Regions from separate parts of the Mus musculus genome. Here region 1 is linked to region 2. A link is a contact called in public Hi-C data. All regions are on one chromosome and are shown on one strand. The core of a region is the stretch at or near the end of the contact, and the rest is flanking DNA. Distances in the headings are between cores, read along the strand shown. Region 1 has its middle 150 kb from the start of Gm25204. Region 2 has its middle 220 kb from the start of 4930474N05Rik.

Region 1 (2,861 bases), core at 19-2,518, 300 kb after region 2:
CATTCTGAATAAGCTGATTGGTGTAACTCATATAATATTATTAAAAAGATTGAATACACATACAACGCAGGGGAGAAATTTTGGAACCTTAGAAAGATTGTTCATTTTGGAGATATAGAAGTTGTGTTTTATACCACTCCAAGATGAACCATTCATCGTGCAGGAAAGAGGTATCATTTGAGAAACAACTCTCCTGCATAAGACAGTACAATTTCTGATGGAAAAGGATATTGCTTTCTTATTTGTACTGTGTCTTGCAGCTATTAGAAAGGGCAGCATACATACATGAACACATGCCCTATTTCCATACAATCTACACTAAGCAGAAAATATTCTCCCATGTAGGGAGTGTTTCACTTATAAAAGTGTTCATCACGGCATTATTCAAACACTGTAAATAACCTGAGTGTCCAATAGGAAGGAAATGATTCAATCAATGGAACTGTTCACAATGGATATTTAGGAACTGCTTATAATAACACAGGGGAAAGCTTCTGCTATGTTATCATTATAATTTTATACTTAGGGATACAAAATTGTGTATACAGCATGATTACTGCTATGCAAAGCAAACAAAAATATTTAAAAGCCATTCATAATGAAATTGTAGGATGGTAGTGCTCTGAAACACGGATCAGCAGCAGTTGTTTGGGAATATAAGATTACCAATGCTATTTCTGCCTCCTAACTTCCTACATTTTCCAAATATTTTAATGAGTATGTACTCATTTTATATTGAAACATCTACCAGTAATTATTTAAACAGAACAGTTAGACATTAGAAGTAGAATTAAAGTCTTCTCAAAATCCATTGGTAAGGCATAAAAGAAGCCTATTCCGTACCTAATGGAGAGGATCCAGTGCTCTGACATAGGAAGCTTCCCACCACTAGCTTCAAGAATCCTTGTGGATGGCAAGAGCCATGGGAAAACTCTGAAAAGGCAGGAAGAATCCTTCAGCCTAGAATTTCTCATTCTGAATGTGTATCATTTCTCAGAGGAGGTACAAGGTTTCCATTATGGGAGAAAAAAAAATACACCTTAAAAACAAACAAACAAAAACAGACTAGTGACCCATGACCCCCAATATTGCAAAAGACAAATAAATCGAACCATTAGATATGTTGTTTGTTTTTCTGTCTACAATTATTTCCATTTCTTTTAGTATCGGAGCTCATTTTCCCTCAAACTTTCTCCCTCTGACCGAACATGTCTTAGTGAGCCCAAGCACATTCTCTGATCAAAGCATGAGTCCGCATGTGGCTGATTCATATCAGGGGTCAGAGCAAGCCTGGTAACCCAGCTGAGCATTTTCCAGATCAAGCTTTAGGGATCCCCAGGAGGGTTTGAAAAGAGAATTTCTGCTGCCTGTGCATCGGGCTAGTCAGTTATAAGTCCAACTTTTAGAACCATCTTGCCTAAATGTAGAAAACACCTGCCTGAGAAAAACCCAGAGGCAAGCCATCTGAGGGAGGTTTTTTTTTTTTTTTTTTTTTTTTTTTAAATCCACAGGCAACATAGAACACAGGAGAAAACTTGGTTTCCTCATAGTTTTTGTGCTGTGATCATTTCCCTAATGGTATTTTGGTAATTTTGAGTCACTTCCTTCCTGAGCCAACTCTACTCTTTAACTTTGCACTCCAAAACTATCAAATCCCACACTCACTTGTGTTTAACCTAGATTGGCTTAGGTGGAGTCTATTTCACTCACAAAGTATCCTTATCTATATAGAAACTTAAAAAAAAAGGAGAAGAAAGAAAATCCAGAGAAGCTGTGTATTACAGATTGTGTGCATGGTCTTGTGTGATAAGAAGGTGAACCAAGAAATACATAAAATTTTAGGTGAAGTTTACTAAGTTTTGTGAAAGCAATTGTTACCCACATTTTAGGGCTTCTTCATGGTTATAAGTGATAAAGTGAAACCCAGCAGACAGAGCTTTACCTCTGACAGTAGTTCAGACAACTACACATCGGAGGGTATTACAAGGACCTGATCAACAAGACTGTCATTTTGGGGTTCTATGCCATCCATCTGTAATTAGTTGGTAGGAGACAGATGAGACATGAATGCCAGAGTGGCAGCAGGAGTAACTCTGTGCAAGGGTAGGAGCCCAACAATGGTCTTCTTCACATTGAAGCCTGTCTGAGAAAGAGGTTTAGTCAAGTTAGAGGCGATGGGTTTCAGTTAACACTTTGCTTCCACTTGAATTAATTTGAAGAATTCCCTAGGTCTACCTCTCTGAAGTTACAGAAAATGTATTCTAAACAATAAAAATAGTTACATTTGAACATGCATCAAACCGGTGTGAGCATGCAGGAGGGAGCTCTGACTTCTAGCTTCTAGACACTCCCCTCCTGCAATGGCCCTGAACTGGCAATCTGCACTCCTGTCCTAGCCTAAGAAACCCAGACAAGTTCCTGCTGCAAAGCTGATTGGCCTCTCCTGGTCTGGCAAAAGGAGAAGAATAAAAACATTAAGAAGCACTTGAACAAATTTACAAAGTACAATATAAATAGACTCAATGAACAAGCCAATGAGGAAAATTTGAAAGTAGAGCAGAATTTATCATCAAAATTCCATATTTTGGGGTAACAACATTTTTCAAGCATTCCCAAGTATCTACACATGTGGGGAAGGAGCACAAAGAAGCTCTGCAGTATTTGACCATAAATGTGACAGAATTTGCAGACACAAAATCAGGTTACAGGAATAATTTTATTTTGATGAAAACTGATGAAACTTGGAAAATATAGTTCTCTCCAAAGAATTTGATCTGAATGAGAGTGGTAACCCATCTTCAAAGTCCACTGAAATCAAATGGAAACATGGAAAGGATTTGACAAAATGCTCAGATCTAATG
Region 2 (2,805 bases), core at 48-2,547:
CATCTGCTGTCACCTGTGTTTTTGATCTTAGCCATTCTGACTGGTGTGATATGGGACATCTGGGTTGTTTTGATTTGCATTTCCCTAATGAACAAGGACATTGAACGTTCTTTAGGTGCTTCTTGGCCATTCAACATTCCTCAGTTGAGAATTCTTTGTTTAGCTCTGTATCCCATTTTTAATAAGGTTATTTGATTCTCTGGAGTCTAACTTCTTGATATATATCATATATATATATGATATTAGCCCTCTATGGATATAGGATGGTAAAGATTTGTTCCCAATCTGTTGGTTGCTATAATTTCCTTGTCACTTTTCCTGACTTCTGATCAAGTTTCATGAAAATGCAAGGGTGGTGTTAATATTCATTCTTTGGTAAATTTAGACATGCATAAGTGTATCTAGATTGTATCTATAACCACCCTTGTATCAGTTCTTTGCAGATACTCACCCCTACACCTCTCTCCCAACGTGGTGTCATCTTCTACTTCTCTGCCTCCTCCTCCTTTTCCTGTTCCTTCTTCTCCCCATCCTCCTCATGCTCCTCATGCTCCTCCACTTCTCTTTTCCCCACTGTATTTGTTAGTGTTATCCATATGTAGGATCTTATATTACTGAAATGATTTCTACATAAATTTCTGTAAAAGGTTCAGTGAATATGTTTTAAAATAATATAACATCCATTATTGTAGTGTTGTAGGAAAAAACGAAAGAGTATTTTCCTCTGGATCACATTACTCTGAAAAGCATTTTTCAGAATATGTAATGAAACTATATGTAGGTCAGGGACATGACTTGGTAAAGTTCCTGTCATGTAAGTGTGAGGTCCTGAGTTTAGATCCTCAAGCCCACAGAAAGCCAGATGTGATTTTACACATCTGTAATCCCAGTTCTTAAACTGAAATGAAAAGTAGAGACAGGGGAATCCTTGTAAGCTTGTAGATCAGTCAGTCTAATGTTTTCAGTAAAAAGCAATAAGAGACTCTTTCTCAAACAAGAAGGAATGTGAAGACAAACCACCCCAAGTTGCTGCTGACCTACTTATACCTGCCATGGTTTGTGTATGTATTCAACTCAAATGTGCAGGTACACACACACACACACACACACACACACACACACACACACACAAGTATATTATTATTTGGTTGAGAAATAGCATTTATTGACTTTTATGTTTAAACACTTGGTACACATCTTATGATATTCGTAGGGATGGGAGTAGACACTTCTAGATATCGGACCATGGTAATGGAATTAGGTCATTAGAGGCAGGACTTATATCTATTTCATGTTCTATCCTGTGTTATCTGCTTTCTCATCAGCCACTGCAATATGACAGGTAACCTCATGCTGTGTCATAGTACTTTCCCCACAATAAAAAACTGAAAGTTCAGGAAACTCTTAGCTAAAATATACCCATCATCCTTAAGTTGCTTCTGTTTTATATGTTGTCTTGGAGATGAAAAAAGTAACTAAAACAGCATTTTATTTTTACAAAAAAGAATATGTATTCCACTATGTTATTAAGCACAGACTATAACATTGTATATTCTTTCGTCATTCTTAACTCACTCACCACAATGATGTAGGGGTTACTCATACTGTTAGAGGAAGTTGAAATGAGGAAGAGGCAGTAAACCACACAGTACAACATAGATCATCATCTCTTTTATGTTAACATTAACCGTTAAACCAGAAGCCAAATGTCAAGTGTAAACTACAAATTTGGACACATGACATTTAACAAAGCTATTTAAACCCCATTATAAAGCAATAAGAACACTTAGAAAGAAGACCTTCAATTGGGTAGATAGAATCTGAAGAATATATTCCATACTAGCTTTTAGAGCAAAGTCAGATCTTTGAGTGTGTGTATGTGAAATAATAAGGCTTCCACACAATAAGAGGACACAGGGTCCTCTCATCTTTTCTTCTTGGAGTATCAGGGCTTGGTTGTGTCATGTATCTCTTTTAAAGAAGCAATATATAGCAACCATACTGGGAGGTTTGAAAGAGAAAAGACAGAGAGAAGAGTTTTGAAGGAGAATGACAAAGTAAATTAGGACTGAGCATTTTCTAGAGATGAAGATAGTGGGAGGCAGATTTAAGGAGAATACCAGGAAGAAAAGAAATGACTGGTTTTGACAGTGGTTTCTCTTCACAGTATGTGTCAAAGCATGTTCCCCTCTGTGAGTAGGAGGATATGGTAAAAGATGTATGTCCTGTCATTCAGCATGAATAAGGTTTTATGCGGTAGAAAGCGAACATGCCATGTTCTTATCATATCTGAGGCATATAAGAAGTTTAATCAGTGGCTTTGATTTTTGCAATGTGACTTTAATCCATAGACAACTACACAAGTGCCAGATGGCCACTACCATTTCCAAACAGTGAATTTAATTCTATTCATTTATTTCCTGTCCTCTAACCTTCAGGGTTCCATCACAATTAAAACTTGGTCTAAAATCCTGCTGAATTGGCTGAGATTGCTAACCCCTGTACCTGTTCTGGAATAGCTTCAGTTCCCAACATCTAGTTTTAGATTTCCACATCTTAATATTCCCTACTTGCCTAGAGTTAATCATATGGAGTGTGAGTCTCATGCAACAACTGTCCCCAAACTGTAACAGTCAAAGTTTTCGAGTACTCACTCTTTGAGTTTTATATCCTAACCCCACAGTCTTCTTGGATTTTGGATCCAGGTTTTGAATGGTATAATAACAAAGTATCAGGAACCTTCCTTGACCAAGGGTTGTATGATTTACCAAACTGTGATAGAGCCTATCTTATCAACCTAATAAT

What was found. A called contact is a pair of places that touch in the nucleus more often than the background predicts.
Region 1: a contact with region 2 is called in a Hi-C map of short-term hematopoietic stem cells, with 4 times the contacts expected there. The contact joins two enhancer-like sites.

Annotation. Positions count from the first base shown.
Region 1 is chr14:36,616,918-36,619,778 of GRCm38.p6, forward strand. It overlaps the pseudogene Gm17940. Among named protein-coding and RNA genes, the nearest start is that of Gm25204, 150 kb to the right of the region's middle. Within about 2 kb of position 1,269, at least 15 of the 459 cell types and tissues checked have an H3K27ac peak or open chromatin away from gene starts, as enhancers often do. A contact at or near this core is called in short-term hematopoietic stem cells, where this site is marked.
Region 2 is chr14:36,315,289-36,318,093 of GRCm38.p6, forward strand. No RefSeq gene overlaps it. Among named protein-coding and RNA genes, the nearest start is that of 4930474N05Rik, 220 kb to the left of the region's middle. Within about 2 kb of position 1,298, at least 94 of the 459 cell types and tissues checked have an H3K27ac peak or open chromatin away from gene starts, as enhancers often do. A contact at or near this core is called in short-term hematopoietic stem cells, where this site is marked.